7 separate regions of the Mus musculus genome follow, and all the other regions are linked to region 7. A link is a contact called in public promoter capture Hi-C data. All regions are on one chromosome and are shown on one strand. The core of a region is the stretch at or near the end of the contact, and the rest is flanking DNA. Distances in the headings are between cores, read along the strand shown. Region 1 holds the start of Cbr3 (carbonyl reductase 3). Region 2 holds the start of Cldn14 (claudin 14). Region 3 holds the start of Morc3 (microrchidia 3). Region 4 holds the start of Dop1b (DOP1 leucine zipper like protein B). Region 5 holds the start of Chaf1b (chromatin assembly factor 1, subunit B (p60)). Region 6 overlaps Dop1b (DOP1 leucine zipper like protein B). Region 7 holds the start of Atp5o (ATP synthase, H+ transporting, mitochondrial F1 complex, O subunit).

The links. Promoter capture Hi-C pulls out the DNA fragments that hold promoters and counts their contacts. Capture Hi-C pulls out chosen DNA fragments and counts their contacts.
Region 1: a promoter capture Hi-C map of liver shows a contact between it and region 7, with 6 times the contacts expected there. The contact joins the promoter of Cbr3 here to the promoter of Atp5o in region 7. A contact is called at or near these places in 5 of 39 promoter capture datasets (the C10 cell line, embryonic stem cells, hippocampal neurons and 2 more) and 3 of 115 datasets of contacts at active chromatin or transcription factors (astrocytes, embryonic forebrain and embryonic stem cells).
Region 2: a promoter capture Hi-C map of liver shows a contact between it and region 7, with 2.8 times the contacts expected there. The contact joins the promoter of Cldn14 here to the promoter of Atp5o in region 7. A contact is called at or near these places in 1 of 39 promoter capture datasets (liver) and 1 of 115 datasets of contacts at active chromatin or transcription factors (large pre-B cells).
Region 3: a contact with region 7 is called in a promoter capture Hi-C map of liver, with 3 times the contacts expected there. The contact joins the promoter of Morc3 here to the promoter of Atp5o in region 7. A contact is called at or near these places in 3 of 39 promoter capture datasets (hippocampal neurons and liver), 1 of 484 Hi-C or Micro-C datasets (B cells), 3 of 115 datasets of contacts at active chromatin or transcription factors (astrocytes, embryonic stem cells and extraembryonic endoderm stem cells) and 1 of 9 other capture datasets (embryonic stem cells).
Region 4: a promoter capture Hi-C map of embryonic stem cells shows a contact between it and region 7, with 5 times the contacts expected there. The contact joins the promoter of Dop1b here to the promoter of Atp5o in region 7. A contact is called at or near these places in 3 of 39 promoter capture datasets (embryonic stem cells, hippocampal neurons and liver), 2 of 115 datasets of contacts at active chromatin or transcription factors (astrocytes and embryonic stem cells) and 1 of 9 other capture datasets (adipose tissue).
Region 5: a contact with region 7 is called in a promoter capture Hi-C map of adipose tissue, with 2.7 times the contacts expected there. The contact joins the promoter of Chaf1b here to the promoter of Atp5o in region 7. A contact is called at or near these places in 1 of 39 promoter capture datasets (liver), 2 of 115 datasets of contacts at active chromatin or transcription factors (embryonic stem cells and microglia) and 2 of 9 other capture datasets (adipose tissue and liver).
Region 6: a promoter capture Hi-C map of liver shows a contact between it and region 7, with 3 times the contacts expected there. The contact joins the enhancer-like site here to the promoter of Atp5o in region 7. A contact is called at or near these places in 4 of 39 promoter capture datasets (the C10 cell line, hippocampal neurons and liver), 1 of 115 datasets of contacts at active chromatin or transcription factors (large pre-B cells) and 1 of 9 other capture datasets (liver).

What each region holds. Positions count from the first base shown.
Region 1 is chr16:93,681,028-93,684,549 of GRCm38.p6, reverse strand. Cbr3 (carbonyl reductase 3) reads right to left here and starts at 1,331. Exons shown (of 3, transcript NM_173047.3): 1 at 937-1,331. The coding sequence starts at 1,225.
Region 2 is chr16:93,927,598-93,931,604 of GRCm38.p6, reverse strand. Cldn14 (claudin 14) reads left to right here and starts at 2,038. Exons shown (of 2, transcript NM_001165925.1): 1 at 2,038-2,296. It overlaps Gm31012 (a long non-coding RNA gene), which reads right to left and starts at 2,263. Exons shown (of 2, transcript XR_385072.3): 1 at 1,901-2,263.
Region 3 is chr16:93,830,175-93,833,668 of GRCm38.p6, reverse strand. It overlaps Morc3 (microrchidia 3), which reads right to left and starts at 1,548. Exons shown (of 17, transcript NM_001045529.3): 1 at 1,321-1,548. The coding sequence starts at 1,359. It overlaps Gm30881 (a long non-coding RNA gene), which reads left to right and starts at 577. Exons shown (of 3, transcript XR_876266.3): 1 at 577-818.
Region 4 is chr16:93,709,705-93,713,606 of GRCm38.p6, reverse strand. It overlaps Dop1b (DOP1 leucine zipper like protein B), which reads right to left and starts at 1,700. Exons shown (of 37, transcript NM_027293.1): 1 at 1,539-1,700.
Region 5 is chr16:93,881,598-93,885,568 of GRCm38.p6, reverse strand. It overlaps Chaf1b (chromatin assembly factor 1, subunit B (p60)), which reads right to left and starts at 1,668. Exons shown (of 14, transcript NM_028083.4): 1 at 1,594-1,668; 2 at 948-1,103; 3 at 78-210. The coding sequence starts at 1,073.
Region 6 is chr16:93,778,513-93,782,177 of GRCm38.p6, reverse strand. It overlaps Dop1b (DOP1 leucine zipper like protein B), which reads right to left. Exons shown (of 37, transcript NM_027293.1): 24 at 1,366-1,421. Among named protein-coding and RNA genes, the nearest start is that of 2310043M15Rik, 15 kb to the left of the region's middle. Within about 2 kb of position 1,372, at least 92 of the 459 cell types and tissues checked have an H3K27ac peak or open chromatin away from gene starts, as enhancers often do.
Region 7 is chr16:91,930,357-91,933,966 of GRCm38.p6, reverse strand. It overlaps Atp5o (ATP synthase, H+ transporting, mitochondrial F1 complex, O subunit), which reads left to right and starts at 2,337. Exons shown (of 7, transcript NM_138597.2): 1 at 2,337-2,447; 2 at 3,563-3,610. The coding sequence starts at 2,412.

The sequences.
Region 1 (3,522 bases), core at 82-2,581, 1.8 Mb before region 7:
CACCAAACCTTCCATCCGACAACGCTGAGAGTGGCTGAGGTGGTGAGCTCGCCCCTCCCCTTCCCCAAAGCCCACATGCCAGAGTTTGGAAGTGCGGGTACAAGGGTGTCTTGGCTCTCACGCAAGGCGCCTATGGGTGTCCAGGGCCAACTGGAGAGTTTTCGGCTGCACAATAGTCTCCCTCCCTCGTTAGTCTCCGGCTCTCTCAGCATTTTCAGTGAAGCTGGAATGTTTGTTTCAGTTCCAGCACATGGCAACTGGATAATTTTGCTAATTGGACATTTGTTAGAGTAAGCGATCTTGTTTTGTTTTTTTGGGTTTTTTTTCCCCTAAAGGAAGATGATTTCCAAACCGCACTTGCAAGTTTAATAACAAACCTAGTTCCCCGAGGAGGAGGGAAGCAGAGCTCGCTTCCTTTTTGCCAGAGCCTCTCAAAACGCTCCATTAAAGCGGGTAGGAAACCCACTATCGTGCCAGGGCGCTAATTGTGTCCGGGCGACCCATTTCCTGTCCTCAGCAGATATCTACTGGCATCTATGAATTCGCCCTTGTTTCACGCGAAGCGAAAGCTCCAACCCTATTTTTTTGGAAGACCCTTCTCTGAGAAAAGCCTTCGTGCGTGGGACAGAAAGCTGATGAGCTTGACAAGGCGTGGTCCCCTCCCAAGAGACCGGTTTTCTTCCAAACAGGCGCAGCTGAAAGTTCCAAGGAGGGCCTCCGGCGGAGCACAGGCCCGCACAGGCCGCCGGCCGGGTCGGGCATGGAGTGGGGTGCCTGGGCGGGCCCGCACCCGAGTCACCGCACGGGGGAACTCGCCACGCAGAGCGCGAGCCGGGTGCACCCAGGCGGGATGGCGCAGCCTCCGGATCCCAGAGGCTCACTGCCCAGCACCCTCGGAAAACCCCGGGACACCTCCTCCTGGAGCCCCACACCTACTTCTAAAGGCGATGCCCGCGTTGTTGACCAGCACGTTAAGTCCCCCGTACTCCTTGCGCAGAAAGTCGCGCAGCGCACGGATGCTCTGCGGGTCGTCGATGTCCAGCTGGTGGAAGCGTGGGCTCAGGCCCTCCGCCTGCAGCTGCTGCACCGCCGCGCGGCCCCGCGCCTCGTCCCGCGCCGTGAGCACCACGTCCCCGGAGAATTTCCGACACAGGTCACGCGTGATCGCAAAGCCGATGCCTTTGTTAGCCCCAGTTACCAGGGCCACGCGGCTGCAGGACGACATGTCAGAGGGACACACGGACCACCTGATGGCCGGGCCGGCTGGGCAGCGGGTCACGCGTGGTCAAAACCGTGGCGTAGGACTAGATTCTGGGACCCGGCGCTGCGACTGCTAGAGAGCAAGGCCTTGAGAAGCCTGTCCCTCCCCTCTGAGGAGGAGCCGTCTGTTCCCGAAGGGTCCGCCTCCTCCCGCTCGCCTGCCCGCCCGCCCGCCGGCCAGTGTAGAGATCCTGGTTCCGAGCTAAGCAGTGGTCAGGGACAAGCGCTGCTCCCAAAGGAAGGGGTCAGCAGGACTCGTGGCAGTCGGATTGAAACAACTATTTTGGGGAAACTTCAAAAGGAGGAAAACAAATGCTCCGTAATTTTCTTGGGCGAGAACCCGTCGTTCTCTGCAGAATGCAAATGTTTGCTTCTGCGGAACTCGCTCTGAGATTACTTAACACACCCCGCGGTTTGCTCAGGGACTTCAGGGAACAGTGCCTGGGAGTAGACTGAACAGGTGTGGGCGAGCCCTCGCGGCTGGAGGTCTCGGTGCGCCCCCACGTGGGAGAGAAGGCTCATGTTTATCGAACTGTTTTGAGTAGTACGGGAGTCCTCAGTGCCGGTCTTTGGTTTATTCCAAGTGTACTGGGTATGCAGATAGATCTGCATTGGTCTCAGTCTATGCGAGTCATCTCCCAAGGAGATGCTGAACCTACGAACAAAATTCCAGGCGTGTCTAAGTGTGGGCACGCAATCAGACCTCCTCCCTTCTTGGGTGGAATCGAGTCTGTGCTGATCCTACTTGGCTAGGGATTGTGAGGTTGAAGGACAATTAAGTCCTCACTCACAGTGATTCAGCGTTTCCCGAGCTGATCCGGCCAAACTGCCTTAGCCTCTTATTACGGACTCCACCTTCTGTTTCAAATGAGGTGAGGAAGGTGAGCTCTGTGGGGGCCTAGCCTGCCTGTGATGTTAACTTGAGAGGATCTAGGAGACAGACCTCTCTCTCAGCCTGTCTCTGAGGGAGTTTCTCAGTTAGGCTGACTGGGGTAGGAGGCCCACCCTAAGCTCAGTACCGTTCCAGGGACTGGGATGCTGGACTGAATGAAACGGAGAAAGTGAGCTGGGCCAAGGCTGTGGAGCTGGCTCCGTGGGTGAAGGTTATGAGGACTAGAGTTCAAATCCCCGCTCCACACAACGTGGGGCAGTGTGGCTGCTGTGTGACCCCAGAAGCAGGATTTCCGGAGGCGAGCTGATTAGCCAAGTCTGCAAGGTCTGGTTCAAGTGAGAGACCCTGCCTCAAAGAATCAGGAAGAGATGAATAGCAGAAGACATTTGTCAACCTCTGACCTCTGCATACACGGGAACCCCGCCCCCTTCCTCCCAACCCCCACACACAGTTTGACCATCTGTCTTATGCTCATGTGGTTAGGACCCCACAGTGTTGGACTCTCGAACTGTGAGCCAGGATAAACCCGCTCTTAAATCGCTTTTTCTTTGGTTATGTGATCAAGGCAGCAATGGGAGTAACATTTACAGAGTCCGGGACAACTTTTTCTGCTTTCTCTCCTAAAGACCAGTGGGGAGTTCAGAGTGTAGTTCGGTGATGGAGCACTTGCCTAGCATATCCTTGTGAATGAGAATTCCTGAGAAGAAGTTGTGCCTGGCTGTCTACAAGACTCCTGGAAGGAGTTCTGTGCCTGAAGAGACTGAAGGACAGGCTGCTGTGGGGAGACTGGGATTCTGCAGGTTCAGAGGTTAAGTATCTTGGACTAGGTTTAGCTTCTGGAACAACTTCTCCTTGTCAAATCTGAGCCAACATCTCGTGATAATAAATAAAAGCCTCTTAGATGCTACTGACGCGGTGGGACACTGGCTTCCAGCAATCCGAGAGCTAAGAATGTCCTGAGGTAGCATCTTGGGCCCACAGAACAGCTCCGTCTCACTGTACCTGCCTCTCTGCTGTGCCCATCCATGGATTTCAAAGATTCATGACATCCTCTGGGAAACTATAAAACCCTCGGGAAAGTGCTTCTGAGTTGGAACATAAATTGGGGATCCTAATTCTGTGTTTCCAGGCCGTGGTCACTCAAAATGCCCCCAGGATAAATTTCTTTAGGATCAGAGCTGAGAGCAGGTGGTGGTGGTGCATGCCTTTATTTCCAGCAATTGGAAGGCATGGGCAGGCAGATCTCTGACTTTAAGGTTGGCTTAGTCTACAAATTGAGTTCCAGGACAGCCAGGGAGGGTTACACAGAGAAACCTTGCCTGGAAAAACAAACAAGCAAAACCCCAAACCAACCAAACAAAAAGGGTGAG
Region 2 (4,007 bases), core at 789-3,288, 2.0 Mb before region 7:
GGCATACAGCCACTTCCGGACTGGTACCCAGTGCCTGGATACAGGGCCCAATCTCAAAAACCTTTCTCAGAACAGCCATTTTGATGGCTCTAGCAAAGGCTGGCAACTAAGGCAGAGAGGGGCAGCTCAGACCTTGTTTGTAAGGAAGGAAGCCTTGGGTGAGGACAGCCAGACAAGATGGCTGGCACTAATAGCAGCTTCCTCCCGTGCATACACCTCATTAAGCACCATCCACGTGAGGCTGCTTAGATAATTATAAGGCCAGAGGCACACTTGGGGTGTGATGCTGGGTGTTAGCAGACATGTGTGTTGGAGAGCTAGCAATCAGGAGGCAGGGTGTGGAATCAGAGCAGCTGTAGCAGAAGGCCCACCCAGACCAGTCTTTGCAGGGAACCTGGCAGGCTGCTGTGCACTAGGTCTGCAGCAGGCTATGGGCGCTTCAGCCTGTGGGAGTTCACAGGCTGAGTGAGCCTTCCCAAAGCACCAGGCTTCCTGAGAAAGAAGAGGTCTGGATGGGCAGGTCTGTGACCTCCATGAGATCCAGCTGGAAAGCATTTTCTCAATTAGTGATCCAAGGGTGGAAGGCCCATGGTGGGTGGCGCCATCACTGGGCTGGTAGTCCATAAGAAAGCAAACTGAGCAAGCCAGGGGAAGCAAGCCAGTAAGAAACATCCCTCCATGGCCTCTGCATCAGCTCCTACTGCCTAACCTGCTTGAGTTCCAGTCCTGACTTCCTTGGTGATGAACAGCAACATGGAAGTGTAAGCCGAATAAACCCTTTCCTCCCCAACTTGCTTCTTGGTCATGATGTTTGTGCAGGAATAGAAACCCTTACTAAGACAAGGTCACTGCCAGAAGTTCACAGTCACGACCTTAAGCCCTAACGTGGCCCATTCTCCCAGGTTCTCCATTTGGCTCTTGGCCACAGGAAGAGCAGATGGGAGGAGGGTGTTTCCATTCATAACAGAGGGCACAGTATGCCTAGAACACCTTCCTCATGAGCATGGGTACGGACACCTAGCTACTGTCAACTCAATGCTTTTGGATCTCTTCTTTCATATTTATATATAAAATATGTGGCAAAACCTTGCCACACCGAGGACCAGCCGTCTCCACACGCCAAGCCTTGGTTCTCAGGGTGGCACCACCAGGAGCTGATAGGCAGGGCTTGATGAGAGGGGTTTTGTTGAGAGACATTCTCATGAAGAAGATTGTGAGACCCCTTTCCTTTCTGCACAACCATGCCCAGGGCCACCTGCCAACATAGTTTTCTACAGCGTCCCCTCTGAAGTTCCCGTGACTGCAGAGTGCCATGGGACACCTTGGTTCAGTGGCATAGAGGGCAAATGAAATCAACAGAAAGACAACTCAGTGGTTCTCAGCACACCCTGGCATCCCAAAAATCACACTCCAGACACCTGACGGACCTGCAGGCATTCCCGGCCAGGACAGGTCCCTGTGCCACTTTGAGGTCTCCAGGCCGCCATCTCCTACCTACTGAGAAGACTGTCTTCTCCTTTTGACTCTTATCTTCGACTCCTGTTACACCATCCCTCATTCAGTGCTACGACCCTTGACCTACTCAGCGTCATTTCCTACCTACAGACTGCAACAGAGTCATCCCTCAGCCATTATAGCAAAAATGGCCTGAAAGAGAAGTCGCTCCTTTCCCAGAATTCCCTCACAGCCCTCATCAGGATTGGGAAAGCAAATTGCTCAACAAGGAAAAAGTCCACAGCCACATGGGGCCAACCATCAGGTGGACGGCTCGGGGGATGCGTCCCTGTGGCCAGCAGCTGCGGCAAAGGAGTCTGGTGACCAATAGTCAACAGAGCCAGAGCAGGGAGGTCAGAAAAGGCTGACACAGAGCAGTGGGTAGGAGAGATGAGGTTTCACCTACCAGCCACAGGGACCCATTAGACGGCCGTGTGTAGATATCTCTGGCATTCTTGTTCCAAACGCAGATAGGACATTTCCGGTTGGTCTTGAAAGTTTGCCTCAGCAGGGCCACCTTGTAGGGCGCACTGGCTGGTTAATCTTCTAACCAGAGGGCATGTGTGCCCACGCAGGCCCGACTCAGAGACCGTAATTGACCAGACAACTCTCTCTCAAACACACTGGCCTTAGAGCTTCCATTCGGCGAATGAGGCAAAGCCAGAAGACTGTGGTGTCCTTGCTGTGTCTCCGTGGTCTACCTGAGAGCATCAAGGTGGATGGGACTGGAGCTGTTCTGTATGTGAGTGGAGTGGCTGCAGCCGGCAGGCATTTATCTCCAAAGCTGGGCCCTGCCTGTCAGGTGTGTGGGTGGTTGAGTTGAAAGGCAGGTCGGTGGCCTGGCGAAAGTGAACGTTCTCCAAGGGTCCTCGGTCCTGGGTGTGGAGGGGACCCTAAGACGTTGGGGGTAAAGGGCACCCAAGCTGCTGAGGACCTAGGGAGGGCAGGGATGTGGTCCTACAGTATCCGGGCAAAGCTCCCTCTTCGCTTTCTGGGTCTCAATTGAGAGCAAACATGAATGGAGATGCTTGGAGACTGTTTGTCACCTGGGGAGGTGCCATCATTGTCTCTGGCCGCTCTGACTCCTTGTGGGGAACCAGCGTGGTTCAGCACTGTTCATAACTTCTGCCTTGAGAGCATCCTCTTCCTCATGAGAACCTCAACCTAAGCCCCTGAGCCCCAAGCTCAACACAGCCACTTGGGAGGAGGGAATAAGAAGGAGATACGAGAGCTTGATTCCTCTATCTATCTATCCATCCACCCATCATCTCTCTCTCTCTCTCTCTCTGTGTGTGTGTGTGTGTGTGTGTGTGTGTGTGTGTATGATCATGTGTTTGAGTATTTCCCACCTTACTGTTTGAGACAGGCTCTCTCCTTAGCCTAGAGATCACCGGTTAGTGAGCTAGCTGACTAGAGAGTCCAGGGACCCAGCACCTCTCCAGTGCTGGGATTTTAAGCTCTGGCCACCATGCCTGCCTTTTGATGTGAGTTCTGGGCATCAAACTTGGGGCCCTTGAGTTTACACAGCAAACACTTTACTAACTGGGCCATCTCTCCAGTCTTTTGGCTGTCTTTTTTTTTTTTAAGATTTATTTTATGTATATGACTACACTGTCGCTGTACAGATGGTTGTGAGCCATCATGTGATTGCTGGGACCTCTGCTTGCTCCAGCCCCACTCGCTTTGGCCCAAAGATTTAGTTATTGTTATATGTAAATACACTGTAGCTGTCTTCAGACACACCAGAAGAGGGCGTCAGATCTCATTACGGATGGTTGTGAGCCACCATGTGGTTGATGGGATTTGAACTCAGGACCTCTGGAAGAGCAGTCGGTGATCTTACCTGCTGAGCCATCTCTCCAGCCCCTTAGCTGTCTCTTAATAAAGGTAAAAAATAGCACAAAGAGGGAAAAATCCTATGCAATTGTATTTAAAACCCTCAACTATCTTAAGCCCCATATCCTCAGCAGGAGCCATAGTAGTCCCAAGGCAGGACCCTGAGCAAAAGAGAAAGAGAATTGTGATTAGCATCTTGAGAGGGTCTCCAGACCTGGGAGATATTTGGGACCGAGAGGTTTAACTCTTATACTTCTGAAGGTCTAAATCTTTTTGGTCCTGGGTTTAGATTTGAAGTTGGCAAACTAGAGGGTCACCCATGATACCAGACCCAAGGTCTTTCTACCTGGATCTGAAACAGCCTGTGAGCTCAGAGCTTCTTTGTCCTTATCTATCGAAATGATCAAACCTCATCCCCGTGCTCCCTGAATCTTCCAGTGTGCTCTAAACTGGGCTTGCAGGTTTTTATTGTATTATCTCAGCATCTTACTCACAGCCGAGAAAGCCTCTGCCTCAGGGTGGTAATGTGAGTCACGGAGATGGAGCAGTTTGCCTGTGATCACTCAGGGTAGGAGGCAGTGCCCGTCTCTGCCCTTATCTGGATGCCTGTAATCCACCAATTGTAGAGGCTTACTGTATTTTACTTTCTTATCTGTGCAATGGGATCAATGTCTCAT
Region 3 (3,494 bases), core at 299-2,798, 1.9 Mb before region 7:
CACTATCCTGGGAATAAGAACTCTTTTGGCGCCGGGCAGTGGTGGCACATGCCTTTAATCACAGCACTCGGGAAGCAGAGGCAGGCGAATTTCTGAGCTCGAGGCCAGCCTGGTCTACAGAGTGAGTTCCAGGACAGCCAGGGCTACACAGAGAAACCCTGTCAACAAACAAAAGAGCAAACAAACAAACAAAAGAGCACAAATTGCTCTTACAGAGGACCAGGATTCAGTTACCAGCACCCCATGGGCCAACTCATAACTAGCAGTGAGGGTTCAGAAGTCCTCATCTTCAGGTGCATAAGACACACACACACATAAACTGTGTGGGGGGAAACCGTACTAACAGGCAATTTAAAACAAAACATAACAAAAAATGTGAAGAATACTCAACCTCACAAAAAAAAAAAAAGGCAGACGCGATAAAACTAGGTAACACTTCATGCACACTTGGGGCTATCACATCCCAAATGACGGAAGTAGCCTAATGAATGGACGGAGACCTGCATTCTTGAAGAGCACCTACGGGAGGTGCTTTAACCTCCGGAAATCCTTACCGCTCGCCAACGAAATTACATAACACAGTAGTACCGCTTTTTTTGCCTTTGAGACAGGACTTCCCCTTGTCTCCCTAAATTGTCCTAGAATTTGCCTGCTTCGGTCACCCGAGCGCTGGGGATGCCAGGCATGGGCCACCGCAGCCATCCTTCAAACATCAAGGAAGTAACTTTCCCCGCTTAAGACCTCAGGGCCGGCAGAGAATAAAACTTTGCAGGAATCATCAGGTGAAGCCACGCCCACAATGTTTTGGACCCGAAAGTGTAAGTCCTTTTCTGCGACCACTCCCAGCCACCTCCAAAGGGTTTGCCACCAATGGGCTCGGCCCGAAAAGGCAGGGGCATGCCAAGCAAGCGGAGGAGATGAGTCCTAGCCTCCGCTCCTCCGAGCCGGGACCGACAGGGACGGACGCGTGCAGGAACCGCGCTGCACCGCAGCCCACGCCGCCCCGACGAGGCCCGGCGGCTGCTCCCGGGGCGGGCGGGTCGCGGAGGGCGCGGCTCCCACAACAGCTGTCGGGCGCCGCAGAGCCGGAGGGAGGGAGGGAGGCCGCCTCGGCTTGCCCCGAGATGCCGCGAGCGCACCGGCCGCGCGTTACAGCCGCTCCTCCGAGCGAGGAGACATGGCGGCGGACCCTTGGCCCCGCCGCGACCTCCCGGCCGCCGCGCCAGCCCTTGAGTCGCCGCCGCCCACTGCCACCTCCTGGCTGGCCCGCCTGCCCGCCCTCCTGGGACCCGGCCCGCTCCTCCCCTCGCGGCTGCTCACCGCGCTGAGGCGGATCCCGGTGGGTGGCTGCGCCGCCATCTTGAGTGAGCTACAAAGCCAGGACCGGCCTCGGCCGCAGCCCGACTGGGAGGCTACGAGTCCGCCGCGGGCTTCAACGCCCCGCCCACTTCCGGGGCGGAACCGACAACACCAGGCCACACCCACTCATTTCCGCCTCGGGCAAAGGCGAATTAGGATTCTCAGCAGAGGCTTGCCCGAGCGGGCCTGACCTGCTGCGCGCGCAGGACCCAGGCGTTGGGCGCATGCGTAGGTGAGCGGGCGGGCGCGAGCTCCTCGCCTCGCGTAGCTGGACCTTGAGATTGAAGATTGGCGCGAAGAATGATGTGTAGAAGCTAGGCAAACTCTGATGAAAATCGCACTGCAAAAGTGTAATCCATGGCCGCTGGTAATGATGTTACTGGAATCTTACAGGACAAAATGAAGAAAATAATTACTTTTTGGGTTTGCCTGAAAATCATCAGCTTTTATCCTGGTAGTGGTAGCGCACGGACACGTTAATTCAGTGTGTGTGGAGCCCGGTACTGCAGCGAGTAGCATGTAGAAATTAGTCAAGAAAGGGATGCTAAATAGTACAAGTAAAGAGAAGGTTAAAAGATTTGCAAGAGTATTTACTGCAGTCTTAACGATAGTCATATTTTTATTTATAAAAGTTCAGACGGGCAGTGGTGGCGCACGCCTTTAATTCCAGCACTTGGAAAGCAGAGGCAGGCAGATTTCTGAGTTCAAGGCCAACCTGGTCTACAAAGTGAGTTCCAGGACAGCCAGGGCTACACAGAGAAACCCTGTCTCGAAAAAAAAAAAAAAAAAAAAACAACAAAAACAAAAAAAAACTAAACAAAACGAAAAAAAGTTCAGTTCATCTTCTGCTGATAAACAATTTAGTATCCTTTATTATAGACCGCTGTCTATTAAACACTACAGTATGGGATGGATCCTCTCCTTTTCCTACACGTCAACTGTGTTTTCTCTTCATATTTTAACTGTAGGCTTGTAAAAACTTAAATACTTTTAAATTAATAAGGGGATGTAAAATTAAAACCTGTGGTATTCACTGTTTTTAAGAGTGAATAAGAGGCACAAGATAAGCAAAACTGGTGTCTAGTCTTGCAGAACAGGTGGCTGTCAAGACAGTTGAACCATGATGGCCGGTCAGTGAGCCGTGCAGTCAACCTAGAGAGTGTCAGCAGCCCAGGCTGCGCAAATTCTCCACTGAACTGCAAATAGCTTAGTCTAGAAACTCCCCTGTGGATTTGACCAGAGGTTTGTTCCCATGGGGATTCTAAATCTTGTCAAGTTGACAGGATTAACAAGCAGGTCAGCCTTGTTTTCCTGTTTCATCCGAGTCTGGTTGTCTTTGCGGGGAAAACAGTGCCTAGGGTGGGACAAATACTTGTTCATCAGGGAAGAGGATTCCCCACGGGATGCAGCTGAGGAAAGCCTGTCTCGCCACATTTTCTTGAGATCCACATAATCGCTTTGTTTTTCTTTTTGAAAGAGAGCCTCCTGTAACCCAGGCTGGTCTGCTTTGTACTTGAGGTTGACAAACTCCTGACCCTCTTGCCTCTATCTCCTAAATCCTGGGATTATAGATGTGAATCACTACCACACCTCCCTGCAGTATTTTGTTTGTTTATTGTTGTTAAACACACGTAAACTTCACCTTTTAAAGGTCAGATTAGGGGCGTTCAGTGTGTTCCCACAATGGAGGTCAATGCAGCCATCCATCTTCCACTCTCCCCTTTCGGCCCCTAATGACTACCATGCAACTCTGCATGGATTTAAGTGAAATCATGAAATATGTAGTGACACGTGGTAGGCTTTTTCTCTCCCTTGGTGAGGCAGATATAGGCCAATTTAGATCAGATTAAAAGTAAATAAAGACAGGTTGATTAGGAGGCAGCTCTTGGGTGGGTTCAGTGATCTAAGCCGCACATCCAGGGTAAAGCAAGGGGGTTTATGGGTCTTGTGCGCGGGGTGATGACGTCTGGGATTGTGCCTATACATAGTCAAAAAGACCCCGTGTGTGGGCAGCTCCCAGTCAGAGTGATGACATGTTAGTCTGGAGTTTTTTTCTTAAATCGCAGGGGGAGTTTTCTCTGTGTGGGCGGGGTCAGGGGAAGGAGGGCAGACAGGGTTTCCCAGGTTGTGCAGGG
Region 4 (3,902 bases), core at 451-2,950, 1.8 Mb before region 7:
CTCACACACTCTCATACACATACTCACATACACTCTCTCTCTCTCACACACACACACACACTCACACACTCTCTCTCATACACATACTCACATACACTCTCTTACACACACATACACACTCTCACACACACATACACACTCACACACTCTCTTCTCTCTCTCTCTCTCTCTCTCTCTCTCTCTCTCTCACACACACACACACACACACACACACACACACACACACACAGAGCTATCCGAGTCTGGTTTGGACAAGAGAGGAAAGAGGAAGGCAAGCTATCAGCAAAGGAGTCCTCGGAGCCCACAGGTGTGGACTCTCATGATGCCAGGAAGAGCTGCATCACTGAGACGGTGAGTGTCCAGGATGACAGAGAGCGCCTGGCTGCCCTTGGCAAGGAGGCTGTCAGCCAGGTATGAACAGGCAGCAGGTGCAGTTCTTTCTCTGTGAGGGCCCAATGCTGGCACAACTGCACAGGTAAGAAGCTCAGAGGTTATTCAAGCGAACCCCTTCAAAATACGGGCATGGGGAATTACAACACTACACAGTTTCTGTGTCAGCTCTACACTGATTTCACTTACGAAACACACTGGAGTCCCACAAGGGACATTACTGCCGAAAGATGGGGATATTAGGGATTAGTGGTAGGCATAGGATTCGGGCTCAGTTCTGTTATACAATGGCTAGGTCAACCTCTAAACAGCCCCTCTCACAAGCCATCTCCAACACCTATTTTTGTGAGATACAACCGCAGTTCAGTGGGCTGATAGCGCTATGGAGGCTACAAAAGATAATACGCAAAGCCCTATGCACACGTGCACCCGATACCTTTACCTTGAAACAGAAAGCATTCGTAGGAGTGCTCTCGCCTTACCCATTCCTAATTTCTAAGCTCAGGTGAAGACGCAAAAGCCATCTGCTGGATCCGGAAGTCGGTTGTAAACATGCTTACAAGGAAGGAGTATGATGAACACAGTAAAAGCCGACAATCAGCAGCCTTCCTATTTACTTGCTGATAATGTCCCTGCTTCTACAGCGCATCAACCCTCTTTACCAACTGGCCCAGTTTTGAATTCGGTCTTTTACACTGAGATCAAATAGCACTAGAGGGGGGAAAAAAAGCAAGACACCTGACACTTCACAGGAATAGCTTTTAAAGGTGGGGTGTCCTCAACAACCCTACACAGGCTTCCCGAGATGGGGACTGCTGTCACCGGGTGAGCACCTCCTCCGCGGCTTATCCGCCGGCGCAGGGGCAGGCTGGCTGGTGCACGCCGGCTGCTGGGACACCATTAGGGAACCTGGAAGCCCTGCCCAACAAAGGCTGAGCTTCCAGAACGGCCCTGGGCCGGCTAGGCTGACAGCGGTGGCCATTCGACCTCCACCTGCGGCCCGAGGCCCGCTCGCACGGACCCTGCCAGGCGCAGAAGGCCGGGTCTGAAGCCCACACCCACGCGCGGCCGTACCCGCACTGCAGCAGACGCGCCACCGCCCGAGCTCTACGCCTCTGCCGCTCCGGGCCCGCGGGGACCACACTTACCGGCGGCCGCGGACCTCGGCGGTGGGCGTGGGACGGAGCCCGTCGGCTGCGGGACAAGGCGGCTCTGCGCTTCGGCAGAGACCTCGAAGGCGGAGGTATCGCTGCGCCTCCGCCCAGCTGCCGCCACTCCCGGGAACTGGGCGGCTGGGGGCGGGGCCGGAAGGCGGGACCTCGGGGGGCGGGACCTGGAGGCAGGCCCTCGGCGTGGGGCGGGGTCCTTAGCGGTGACTGGGAGGGGCCATTGTAGGCGGGGTCATGACGTTGCGCGTGAACGGGGGCGGAGCCTTAACGGTATGGCGGCGCCTCTCTCCTCGTGGGCGGGACTCTAGGCGTGTGGGCGGGGCCTTGGTGGCGGGGTTGGTTTGGCCTCTGCGGCGTGGGGCCGCGCCCTGGTCAGTCACATAGGGCGGAGAGCGAAAGAGGAGACTTGGAGGCGGAGGGGTTGGGGGAGGGGTCTGGCAGAGTGGGTGGGGCCTCGGTGCTCAAGGCGGGGCTCTGGACGCGTGGAGCTGCCAGTGGACCGATGGTGGGTGGGGTCTCTGAGGGCGGGGTTTTTGGGGCTGGAGGCTGGTCTAAACTTGGGGGGCCAGTGGTGGGCGTGGCCTTGCGATGTAGTCGGGTAAGGTCTCACATAAACAGGCAGGTAAAACCCTGGGCTTGGGGGGTGGGTATGGGGAAGGGGGCTGAGTATGGGGAACCTTTGGGATAGCATTGAAAATGTAAATGAGGAAAATACCTAATAAAAAAAAAAAAAGAGAAAAAAAAAAAAACAACAACAACAAAAAAAAAAAACCCTGGGCTTTCCGGACTCTGGGAGCAGGGCCTTCCCAGTGTCGTGCACCCTTGGGCTTTGCGTCAGGACCACACCCACAATCTTCATCGTGGGGTGGAGGCAGGAAGAATCCCAGGTAACAGGAACAGAAGGCTTGGGGGTTCCGGGTTAAGGTGTCCATGCATCCTCGAAGAGTGATGGGGTCTGGGAGCTGGCAGGATTCACTCTGACATTGACCGTGTCTTGATGACGCCAGCAGCAGCGCTGCCAGATGAAACAGCGCCTTCTACCGACTAAGGTTATTTCAGTGATAGCCTATTCCATGAAAATTTTAGAAAGAGCTATCTAGTGCTGGCTAGTTTTATGCCAATTTGACACAATCTAGAGTCAGCTGAAAGGAGAGAACCTCGATGGAGAAAATACTTTCATAAGATCTGGCTATAAGCAGACAAAACCTTATTTTCTCAATTAGTGATTGATGGAGAGGGCCCAGCCCATTGTGGGTAAAGACATACCTGGGCTGGTGGTTCTGTGTTCTTTTTTTTTTTTTTTCTTATTTTTTTTATTACATATTTTCCTCAATTACATTTCCAATGCTATCCCAAAAGTCTCCCACACCCTCCCACACCCTCCCCTACCCACCCATTCCCATTTTTTGGCCCTGGCGTTCCCCTCTACTGGGGCATATAAAGTTTGCCTGTCCAGTGGGCCTCTCTTTCCAGTGATGGCCGACTAGGCCATCTTTTGATACATATGCAGCTAGAGTCAAGAACTATGGGGTACTGGTTAGTTCATAATGTTGCACCTACAGGGTTGCAGATCTCTTTAGCTCCTTGGATACTTTCTCTAGCTCCTCCATTGGGGGTCCTGTGATCCATCCAATAGTTGACTGTGAGCATCCACTTCTGTGTTTGGTTCTGTGTTCTATAAAAAAGCAAGCTGAGGGCTGGAGAGATGGCTCATCAGTTAAGAGCACTGATTGCTCTTCCAACGGTCCGGAATTCAAATCCCAGCAACCACATGGTGGCTCACAACCATCCGTAATGAGATCTGATGCCTTCTTCTGGGGTGTCTGAAGACAGCTACAGTGTACTTACATATAATAAATAAATCTTAAAAAAAAAAAAAGCAAGCTGAGCAAGCCAGTAAGCAGCACCTTCCATGGCCTCTGCATCAGCTTCTGGCTCCAGGTTCCTGCCCTGCTTGAGTTCCTGCCCTGACTCCTTCAAAGGTGAACCATGATATGGAAGAGTAAGCCAAACCCTTCCTCCCCAAGCTGCTTTTGGTTGTGGTGTTTCATCACAGCAATAGTAACTAAGACACCATCCAAATCTATTTAGTAATTGCTTATAAAGCTCAGTGAATATTTTTTCTGGGAAAAATAGATTATATCAGATTCCAAAATAGATATATCCAGGAAGGCAAGTAGGCTAATCGGGTAAAGGCACTTGCTGCTCAGAGTTTGATTCTTGGATAAGAAAACCAGCTTCTAAAAGCTGTCTTCTCACACACACACATACACACACACACTAAATGTAAAAAACAAAACAAAACCCAGATGACAACCCTAACAGGAAGGGTTATGTAAATGG
Region 5 (3,971 bases), core at 419-2,918, 2.0 Mb before region 7:
ATGTCAACCCAGCTCAAATGTCATTATTAGACAGGAGATTCGTGTCAGGTTTAAGGATTAATAAGGACAATACTTACCATCTCCTCCAGATGCTAAAATCTCCCCAGTTGGAGAAAAGCGTACAACATTGACAGCTTTGGTGTGTCGAGCAAGATTGGAGAGAAATTCCACAATGGCTTTCCCATCTGGCCCCCTCTCCAACTTCCAGATCTGTCGACAGCAAAGCATACATTGCAGAAACACACTAGCCACCTCCTAACTCCCTTCCAGGAGACAACAACTTATCTTCTGGCAGAAAATGCAATTTCTTTTTTGAAACTTTGTAAATCAAAGGAAGTATTAGCAGAAATGCACACCATCAGTCCCCTTACCTGCTATTCCCCTCTTCCAGTTCTTTAGAGCAAATGGGCAAAGCACAGAGCACAGGAGCTAGGCTCAGTATTACTATTTTGAGACAAGGTCTCACCTAGCCCAGGCTGGACTCAAACTCACTACTGTTGAGAATCTCAAACTTCAGATCTGTACCGTATGGGTATTGGGGATACATGCCTGGCACCACAGAGCTCTTCCTAGTTTAGTATTCTAAAATACTGAGAACCCACTTGTAACAATGTAGCAAATAGCCGGGCCGTGGTGGCCCACGCCTTTATTCCCAGCACTTGGGAGTCAGAGGGTTCGAGGTCAGCCTGGTCTACAGAGTTCTAGGACAGCCAGGGCTACACAGAGAAACCCTGTCTTGAAACAACAAACAAAACAAACAAAAACAATGTAGCAAATGTTAAGAAAGCTAATCTTCTCAGCATTCCTTGCTTTCCCCAGGCCTCAGAACTTAGTACACTGGACTAGGTGGCAACCCGACTTGAGTTGCTGCCTTCAGTTTTAAACAAAGGAATGAAAACGTGAGCTCCGCGTAGAACCTCCCCGTATCCTCCCGCCTGTCCATTTACCCTGACGGCGGTGTCCACCCCCGCGGATGCCAGCCTGTGGATCTTCCAGGTTGCCCCATGCTGGAAGTCCAGGCTGTACACTGGCTCCTTGTTGTGCCAGGCGATTTCACACGTGATCACTTTCATCCTCCAGAGTTTCCGCCAGGCAAAGGGAGGCTGGAAACGTTAGCAAAGAGTTAAACAGCGACCCTGGAACATGAAGGGCGAGCCGGGGAAAGAGCACAGAAGCCATTAGCGACGCCGACGGCTCAGACACCTGCAATCTTCAGCTAAAATGCTCCCGCAGGTAGAGAGACTTCCACCAGTGTACGGTTCCGGAAGAGAAAGAAACCAAACACCCCAGACGGAGGCGAGGACGGGCAGCACAGAGCATCGTGTTGAGGTGGGGTCCCAGAGACCGGTACCGGAGTACTGGCTATCATCCCGGGGAGCAGCAAGGGAGGGAGTTCACGGGGAGGGGCGCGGGTCCGGGCGGCCCAACCCGGCCTGGCGGAAGGCGCGCGAGTCCCGGTCCCGGTGGGGACTGTGGTCTGGGACGAACTGCCTTCTGCCTGCGCCCGCGCTGAGATCAGAACTCACGGCCCCGGTGAGGAGCTGCAGCCCAACCCAGGTCAGAAGCGCGGAAGCCGGGTATCAGCAAACCTACCTGCAGTAACTCGGTCCACCCGGGGCCGCCACAGCCCGCAGCTTCCCGCGCGCCGCAGGCCACGCCTCCGGTCACGCCTCCTCGGGGCGGAGTTCCGGGGCGTCCCGCCTCCGCGTGGGCGGGGCTGTCACAAGACAAAGTCTCTGAATGGGAGGGTCCAGGGCATCCCTCCTCCCAGTGGCCAGCAATCTCCCGGCACCTTGGCTTCCGGTGGGCGGAGCTCTGGGCTCTTTTCTTTCTCGTGGGCGGGGCTGTCGCGGCTCGTGGCTCCTGTTGGGCGGGACTGGGAATCCCATTCCCGCGCCTCGGAGGAGTCCAGGCTCGTCCAGCTTTGACGTGCTAACCCGAGATGCAAGACGTCCTACCTACCACGCGTCAGTGTCACATGCTCATCGGACAGATCTTCCCGCCTGGAATTTACGGTCTAGAAAGAAAAGCGGGACTAGAGACGCAGGCAGCTGATTGCACGCTTAGCCAACAGCAGCGGTTCTGTCACCAGCCCCTGCCGGTGATCTCAGCACTCCAGAGGACCCTAAGAGGAAGGTTATCCTCAGCTACAGAGAGTTCCAGGCCAGCCTGAACTAAAGACTAAACAAAAAATATATAACATTTCTTATAGGGCAGATGGGAAACTTTGGGACTCATCTAATATAACCAAATAAGAGTGTCCCAGGCAGTGGATATTTGAGAGCTGTCCTGCCCCACCAAATATCTCAAAATGGCTCTGGAGTTTCAAAATGTCAATAAAACAGCAATGCCTTCGCCCTCTCTTAGCGATGTGACAGACGCCTAGAATGGTTGTTATGATGGTAATCCCAACACTCTGAAGGTGGAAATGGGAAGATGATCAGGAGTTCAAGGTCAACCTTAACTACACAGCAAGATTGAGGCCAGCCTCATGAATGTGTAGGAACTTCCATTCCAATTATGTAATGGTTAATTTATCCACCATGACCTTCTCAATAATGTCACATATTTTTTAAAGATTCTTGTCTCCTATGGTTTTGACTTCTTACAGGCCAGCATATGAAAGTTAAGGTTTTTTTTGTTTTTGTTTTTGTTTTTGTTTTTTTTTTTTTCCAAGACAGGGTTTCTCTGTACAGCCCTGGCTGTCCTGAAACTCATTCTGTAGACCAGGCTGGCCTCGAACTCAGAAATTCACCTGTCTCTGCCTCTCAAGTGTTGAGATTAAAGCCATACACCACCACTGCCCGGCGAAAGTTGGGTTTTTATAAAGAAATGATCTCAAGAGCTGGAGAGGACTCAGCATGTAAGAGCACTGGCTGCTTTGGTCAAGGCCCTGGGTTCAGTTTCCAGAACCCACATGGTGGATCATGACACAGTTCCAGTTAACCCAACACCCTTTTCTGACCTCCAAAAGCACCAGGCACACATATGGTGCACATGCATACATACTGTGATGGCTTGTATATGGTTTGCCCAAGGAGTGGCACTATTAGAAGGTGTGGCTTTGTTGGAGTAGGTGTGTCACTGTGGGTATGGGCTATAAGACCCTCATCCTAGCTGCCCGGAAGCCAGTCTTCTCCTAGCAGCCTTCAGATCAAGATGTGGAACCTTCAGCTCTGCCTGCACCATGCCTGCCTGGATGCTGCCATGCCTTGATGATAATGGACTGAAACTCTGAACCTGTCAGCCAGCCCCAATTAAATGTTGTCCTTATAAGAGTTGCCTTGATTATGGTGTCTCTTCATAGCAATTAAATCCTAAGACACATACATACAGGCAAAACTCACACACATAAAATTTAAAAATCTTTAAAAAAAAATTGGGCTGGTGAGATTACTCAGCCACTATCTTCTGAAGGTCCTGAGTTCAAATCCCAGCAACCACATGGTGGCTCACAACCACCCGTAATGAGATCTGATGCCCTCTGCTGGTACATCTGAAGTCAGCTACAGTGTTCTTATGTATAATAATAAATCTTTGTGCCAGAGCAGCAAGCAGAGGTCCTAAAAATTCAATTCCCAACAACCACATTAAGGCTCACAACCACCTGTACAGCCTGTACAGTGTACTCACATACATTTATGCTTTTTTTTTTTTTTTTGGAGACAAGGTCTCTTGTATCCCAACCCATTATATAGCTCTCAAACACGATGTCACCTCACCTGAGAATGACCTTAAGTTTCTGCTTCTTCTGCTGACTACTTCCTGAGTGCTGGAATTGCAGCATGCACCACCATGCCTGATTTATACACTGCTGATGTATGCACCAGGGTCTTGCGCTCGCTTCCTGAGTTGAACTACATCCTGGCCCCAAGGTATACCTTCTACATTAAAAATACAGAATAGGTTTACAACAAAATAAAAATATACAAGATAGAAAGATTCTGCAGGAAAAACAATCCAACTATCCA
Region 6 (3,665 bases), core at 123-2,622, 1.8 Mb before region 7:
CTGAGCACATTTCAGATGCAGGGAAGCAGCTGGGAGAACAGCACAGCTGCCTGGCCTCATGGCTGCCCGGCTTAGTTTATTACAGTCTCTGCAAGCTCAGAGTCAGTCCTGGGGCAAGCACCTGCAGGTGGGGAACCTGGAGCAGCTTCTGACATGTGGCCACTCCGCCTTTCACTGTCTGGAAAATGAAAGCCTTGGCCAGCTGCTCAGCTTTCATTCTTGGCCATGCTTGCCCAGCGCTGAGGACAGCATGCATCATGGGTGGTAAAGACGCAGCGTGAAGGGAGGTGAAACACGCATTTGACCATTGCCCAGGGCAGCTCTCGAGAGGGTCAGGCCTCTACGGCAGCGAGGAGGGTGCTGACATCTCGGCTGTGCAGCCAGGCACTGCAGTACAGTTTGCTAAAGCACAGATGCAGTCAGAGGGCCCCAGGTCCACACCCTGGTGCCTACCTTCCTGCCTCTTGTTCCACCTTGGTGGCTCCTCCTCTGCAGCAGAAGGACGATAAAAATCTGCCCTGAAGCTGCTGAGCAGCTCAGAGCCACTAAAAGCCACAGAGGTCAGCTGGTGTCACAGTAGCACTGGCTATCCCAAAGAGTGGCATGACTAGCCCAGAAGACTGCAAAAGATGCTCCTGAGAGAAGGCTGACACTAGTTTGAATTTAACATCAATCAGCCCAGTGACTGCTGGGATGGCAGTCCTCAGTTTACCTGTCTGTGGCTGCACACTGTGAAGAGGAGGAGTAGCTGAGATGTTAACTGTGCGAACCAAGGAGACTTCGAGGGTTGTCACATTTATTTACTGTGAGCCCCAACCTGAACCCCGAACCCAGCAACCCTGATGGGTGTCGAGCACAAGGCCTCCAGATGGTGGTGCTGTTTGGGGAGGCTGTGGCATTGCAGGGTAGGAGGCATGGCTGCCCGAGGTGCACGTGCCCCTCCATCCCTCACTTAGCCCAACACAAATGGCCCTCTGCAAGCTGTGACAGGAGTACAGCAACAGAGGCCCTGCTTTGTGCACGTTGGGATCCCTGTACAGCAGCTACAGCCCAGACTTAGATCCAGCTGGGTCAACCAAACCACTTCTCCTTTCTCTCCAGGGGCCTTGACACTTCCTACTTGCAGGTCTTTTAAAGCCACGTTCAGATAAACCTGAACCTTTCAAAACTTAAAAGGCCTCAGGTAAAGCTTCACTGGCACAAAGCCTTCAGTGTGCAGCGTGTGGACTTTAAAAATGTCGCTCTTCAGAGACAGAGAAGTACAGATACTGAGGCCACGCCCACGTGGGAGGGAGTGATGACACTTAAGCTCTCTGAACTTAGCTAATTCCTCACAGTCCCTGCCAACGCAGGAGACGTCATTACCTTTGGATGAAAGCATAGCAGAACTGCAACACAGGAATGTCCACCAGGGGAGACTTCTGAAAAGGAAGGCAACATGAGTCACTGCAGGTGGGAAGGAAGGGAAAGAAGGCAACACCAGTCACTGCAGGCTGGTAGGAAGGTAAAGAAGGCAACACCAGTCACTGCAAGTGGGTAGGAAGGGAGAGTATCAAAGAACTCAACAGAAAACTCAACAGGGCTGCAGCTGCTAAGGTTTGAATCTGAAGTGCCTCCCACGGGCCCATGTTACACACACTGGTTCCCAAAAGTGAAGTGCTGTTTGGGTGTCTGTGAGACACTGGGGGAAGACCTTTGGAGGTCACATCCTGGCCCCTGGATAGGCCTACCTGGTCTCTTCCTGGTCTGCTGTGACATGAACAGTCTCCATACATGCTCCTGCTGCTACCATGGGCTGAGTGGCCCTGCCAATGGACAGAGCCTCAGAAGCCATTAGCAGATACATATGTCTTCCCTTCCTCGAGTTGTCTGTCTCTTCTGACAGGAACTGTGGTTACGTGACATAAGTTTGAGCCAAAGACTCTTGTGTAAACACGCACTAGCAACACTAGCATATACCTGGACAACCATATCTGTGAGGTCCCAACTTGCGGACCAGGAAGAATGTGGATCTTCATAAGCGCACAGAATGGCCTCTTGGCAAAACAAGGGTCTAGTCCTTAGTGGAGGAGCGTGCCCTGCCTAGATCAGAGTTCCTTAAGTCCTGACCAGCTGGAGTTACAGGAGGAAAAAAAAAAAACAAAAAAACACCCAAATAAACTTTTCCTCTTAGGAAGCTATTTATAGAAGTTCAACTAAAATAACCAGAGAAATACCAATCTTCAATCAGATGGATAGAATCTGGTTCCCTTTTCACACCCTCTAAATAAGAAGTTACAGCTTTCTATGGACTTTCTAGTAACTTGAAAAACACAACCTAAAGAGGCCCACTGGTTGTACTGTGCATGTGCTGTCTCCAGGGCGCAGCCCTGGCATCTAAGGAAGTAGAGCTAGCCTGACAAGGGCCCCCAGGAAGGGCTATTTCCTAGTCCCACTTCCTGGCCCGCCTACTTTAAGGTCTAGGTACAGCGACAGGTGAAGGTTGACAATCAACCAACAGAGCTCCAACAAATGTGGAAGGGAGCTGTCTGTGTCCTTGGACCTTGTGCCTCAAGGCTGATTCTCTAATCGCCTCTCAAGTCTCTTTACTGTGACTCTGAGTTCATATATGTGTAGTCCATGTGTGTGCAGTCCATATGTGTACAGTTCGTGTGCATGACTAAAGGTGGTCTTGATAAGGACTCTTAGATGGTGAGGTGGAATCTTGCCAGACCTGTCATGAGTTCCCTAGTTCAATCCTGCCACTCCATGCTCCTGCCCCTGAGAACTAAAGACTCACCTCAGAGGGAGGGACAGAGGCTGAGAAGGAGGCCGTCACCTGGAGCTCGCTTTAGCTCCTATAACAGGCAGGTAAGTAAGTCAGCCGCTGGATCTGACCCACCAGCCTTGAACTCAAGTCTCCGGCCCCACAGCTGGCAATTCCATACAGATGACATCTGAACTGGAGCAGACAAGCCCTAGCTCCTTTGAATCTGTAAATACATGGCTTCATGACTTCCCTCTGTCCTGTAACTATACAACCATGGAACCTTTTCACAGTGGGACCTCAGGATAACTTCACTTTGTCTTCTCAGACCATGGTCACTCAAATTTGGCCCAGACAAACTACTTTGTTTCCTTCCAAGCAGAGCAGATTGACAGCTGTACTTTAAAGCTGTTGGCTTCAGTCCATGCAATCCATCTCTTCCTTCCCTGATGGTCTGGATAAGTTGTGTCTTCTGACTGTTTTTTTTTTTTTTTGTTGTTGTTTTTTGTTTGGTTTTTCCAGACAGGGTTTCTCTGTGCAGTCCTGGCTGTCCTGGAACTCACTTTGTAGACCAGGCTGGCCTCGAACTCAGAAATCCGCCTGCCTCTGCCTTCCGAGTGCTGGGATTAAAGGCGTGCGCCACTATGCCTGGCTTCTGACTGTTTTTAACACGCTGTGGCCAACTGCTGACTTCGTGCTGCAAGAGCTAGGCCGTCAGCACAGCAGTCTCTTGTAGCCCCTCTCTCTCACACACAGGAAACCTGAGTCACCAATGGTCAGGCTGTGTCACTAGGATAGTTTCTGAGTCACCCATGGTCAGGCTGTGTCACTAGAATGGTTTCTGAGTCACCCATGGGCAGGCTGTGTCACTAGAATGGTTTCTGAGTCACCAACAGTCACGCTGTGTCACTAGGATGGT
Region 7 (3,610 bases), core at 1,088-3,587:
ACCTGAGGGTTGTCTGAAACTCAAACCTTGAAATTCAAGCAACCATCAGCTGCCATTTTAGAGCTATGCATGGAGCTAGAGTGGAATGAAGATGCAGAATAAATAGAAGGCACCGCATTGCCACAGGGTAAACCTAGAGTCTATTATAAAAGACAGTGCAATAGTTGGTCTACAATTTCCCGAGTGTATTTGAGCCTGGGACTTTTAAATTTTCTATTACATTTATTGAAACCCAAATTGCTTGTAAACTTGCATGTAGCTATACTTCAGGAAAATGCAACCTTGCGGTTTGATTTTACATAGAGTACAAGGTTTCTATTCTACTTTGGCTTCTTTTGCTGTGACAAGACACAGAACAAGCTGGGCAGGGATGGTGCACGCCTTTAATCCGAGGCAGAGGCAGATCTCTGAGTTCAATGTCTACAGAGTTCCAGGACAGCCAGAGCTACACACGTGGCGGGGGGGGGGGGGGGGGGGGAAGGGCACGACGATTTGGGGGAAGGAAAGGGTTTGTTTCAACTTTCATTTCCAAGTAGCAGTTCATCCCAGAGAGGAATCAACAAAGAAGCAGAAGTGGGAACGTGAGGGTAGTAACTGAAGCAAAGATCCACTGAGAGCCCCTGCTTCCTCACCACTCTCTGACTTCCGCTCAGGGTTTGCTCAGCCTGCTTTATATACAACCCAAGGATCGCCTGCCCTTGCTACCTGCCATTGGGTACTGCCATCAGTGGGCTGGGCCCTCCCACATCAATCACTAATCAAGAAAATGGTCCCCAGACTTGCCTACAGGCCAACTGGGAGAGGCAGTTTCTCAGCTGAGGTTTCTGTCTAACTCTCAGAGGTATCTCTAGTATGTGTCAAGTTGAAAAACTAACCAGTACAGCCTGTGAAGGCAAACAGGTTGATTTTTTTTTTGATACCTTGTTGAGACTTGGGATATAAAACAGCTGTCTACACATGAGCAGTTCCATAAGATGTGATCAGTGCTGAATACGCTTTTCATTAGGCTTACGTAAAAGCATTTTGCAGCAGTGGAGTGAAGTATCCACACACAGCTAGTGAGAGTGTAAGCCGAAGAGAAGCAGCTCTGCCTCATGTGCCCATGTGCTCATGCTCACTTGTCAAGCTGCTCGATCAACTTTTAAATTCTACTTTTGAAATTATGAAAAAGTATATCTAAAGATACTCAGATGTGTATTAAAGTAATATATTAAAGTAATATAAACCACGTGAGTTATGTTGAAAAGTCATAGAATGGTTAAGTTATAGAATCAAAGTAGGTTATTCTGCAGCTATGGACATGTTTATTAAAGTGCCATAATTTAGAAATTTGCTTATACAAAATGTATTTCTGAGGTTGGAGAGACAGCTCAGCGGTTGGGCACTGGCTGCTCCTGCAGAGGACCTGTGCTCAGTTTCAGTACCCCCTGGCACCTCACAACTGCCTCTAACTCCAGCTCCAAGAGACTAGATGTCCTTTTCTGGACTCTAAGGCAACAGGCACACATGGTACACGTGAATATATGCAGGAAAACACTCAAACACATAAAACAATTTCTAAAAGAATGTATTTGCAACCCATATAATTCTGTATCCATCTTCCCTCATATTAAAAAGTAAATTATATATAGATAAATTATATATAGATTTTGAGTCTGTGGGTATAAAAAGCACAAACACGGGCTGGCAAGATGACTCAGCAGTTAAGAGCACTAACTGCTCTTCCGAAGGTCCTGAGTTCAAATCCCAGCAACCACATGGTGGCTCACAACCACCGATAATGAGATCTGACGCCCTCTTCTGGTGTATCTGAAGACAGCTACGGTGTACTTATGTATAATATAATAATAAATCTTTGGGCTGGAGCGAGCAGAGATCCAAAAACAAAAATTAAATCCCCAACAACCACATGAAGGCTCACAACCATCTGTACAGCTACAGTATACTCATATACATGAAGTAAATAAAGAAATCTAAAAAAAGAAAAAAAGAAAAAGCACAAACACACCTGTCAACTGTCCTATGTAATCAAAATATGGCCAGAAGAGCCAAGAAGTGCGCCCGGGTAGGTTCACTTTTGGTTTTTGTTTTAAGTAAAGCCTGAAGCATTGCCACAGAAGCACACTTGGCAGGTTCAAGACGAGTCAACGATGTTGACGATGCATGTGCAAAGAGTTTAAATCTAAACCTAATTTCAGACTTAATTTTCTGGTTCCGGTTCACGAGTCCAGCCGGACCGCGGCAGGTACGGACTACAACTCCCAGCATGCAAGAGGTTCTTACCCACACTCCCGGGCTCCTGACGCGTACATTTCCCAGAAAGCCGAGCGATCACGCTGGCGCGCGCGCGTGCGCTCTGGCGCCAGTAGTCTCTTTTCATTTGGGTTTGACCTACAGCCGCCCGGGAAAAGATGGCCGCGCCTGCAGCGTCCGGACTGTCTCGACAGGTAGAAGCTGGCGGGAGGCTCCCTCCCAGGGTTGCGGGTCCCCGGCTCCCATCGCCGCGTGTGAGGCCGTGGCTGAGGGGTCAGGCAGCCCGCCCAGGGTCGTGGGGCCCGGCGACTGCAGGCAGCGTGGGGCGGATCCGCGTTTCGTCCCCGTGGGGAGTGGGCACGGATTTCTCTGTCTTGACCTTGACATCCAGGACTCACTGCATAGCGGAGCAGCTGGCAAGGGCATGGGAGAGAGCACTGGGGAGAGTACATGCCTGTCCTTGCTGGTAAACCTAAGGGCTGCCTGCTGCTTAGGATTTTGAGTGTTGGAAAAGCGCATCCCCTGTGTTTATAAAGAAGGGGGGAAGGGCTAAACGTCTCCCCTTTGGCTGGCAGCTGGTGAGTGATGGCGAGCTTGCAACAGGCCAAGTCCAGCAGAACCTGGAATTGGGTGGAAAAAAATACGTGCCTGGGTCATCTGCCATGATAATTTTGTATCGACAGCCGTCATGGTTTTCATCTGCACCATACAGAATTATTACTAAGGCGTTAGAAAGTTTTTTAACCCTCATAGCCAGTTCCAATCGAGTACATTCTAGTCTAGAGAGAGTAGTATATGACTGTGACCTGTGCCCTCGCAAAACGCTTTTTAAACTGGATTCCAGGCTGCTCCAGTGACAGACACAGTGCCTGAAGCCTGGTGCTGTATCAAGAGATCTTTGGTCTTAGATAGCATTTCAGTTCCTAAGCAAGTAGGTTTCCTTGAATTAAGACTGGACTCATTTCATGTTCATTAAAGTTTTTCTCAAAGGTGATGTAATATAAATCCTCCGCTTTCATAAAGCATTCTTCCCAAATGTGATAAAGCTCTTAATTATTTTGAAAAATTCCACTTTGGGAAGTTAGCAGCTTTTCTCTCTCAGCTATCCAGGGAGGAAGGTGTTGGGAAGGCAGTTTCTGGAGGGATTTGGGGTGATTCTCAATAGGGAGTGTATAACAAAGAGCAGCTCCCACTCATATAACCTGTGTGATGATAGAAAGGAATTGCGCAAGTATTTGATTAGATTATTTTAACACATTGCTAAGCTAATGCAGAAACCCTGTCTGATCTGTTTTCTTTTGTTCTAAAGGTTCGGAGCTTCAGTACATCTGTGGTCAGGCCCTTTGCCAAGCTTGTA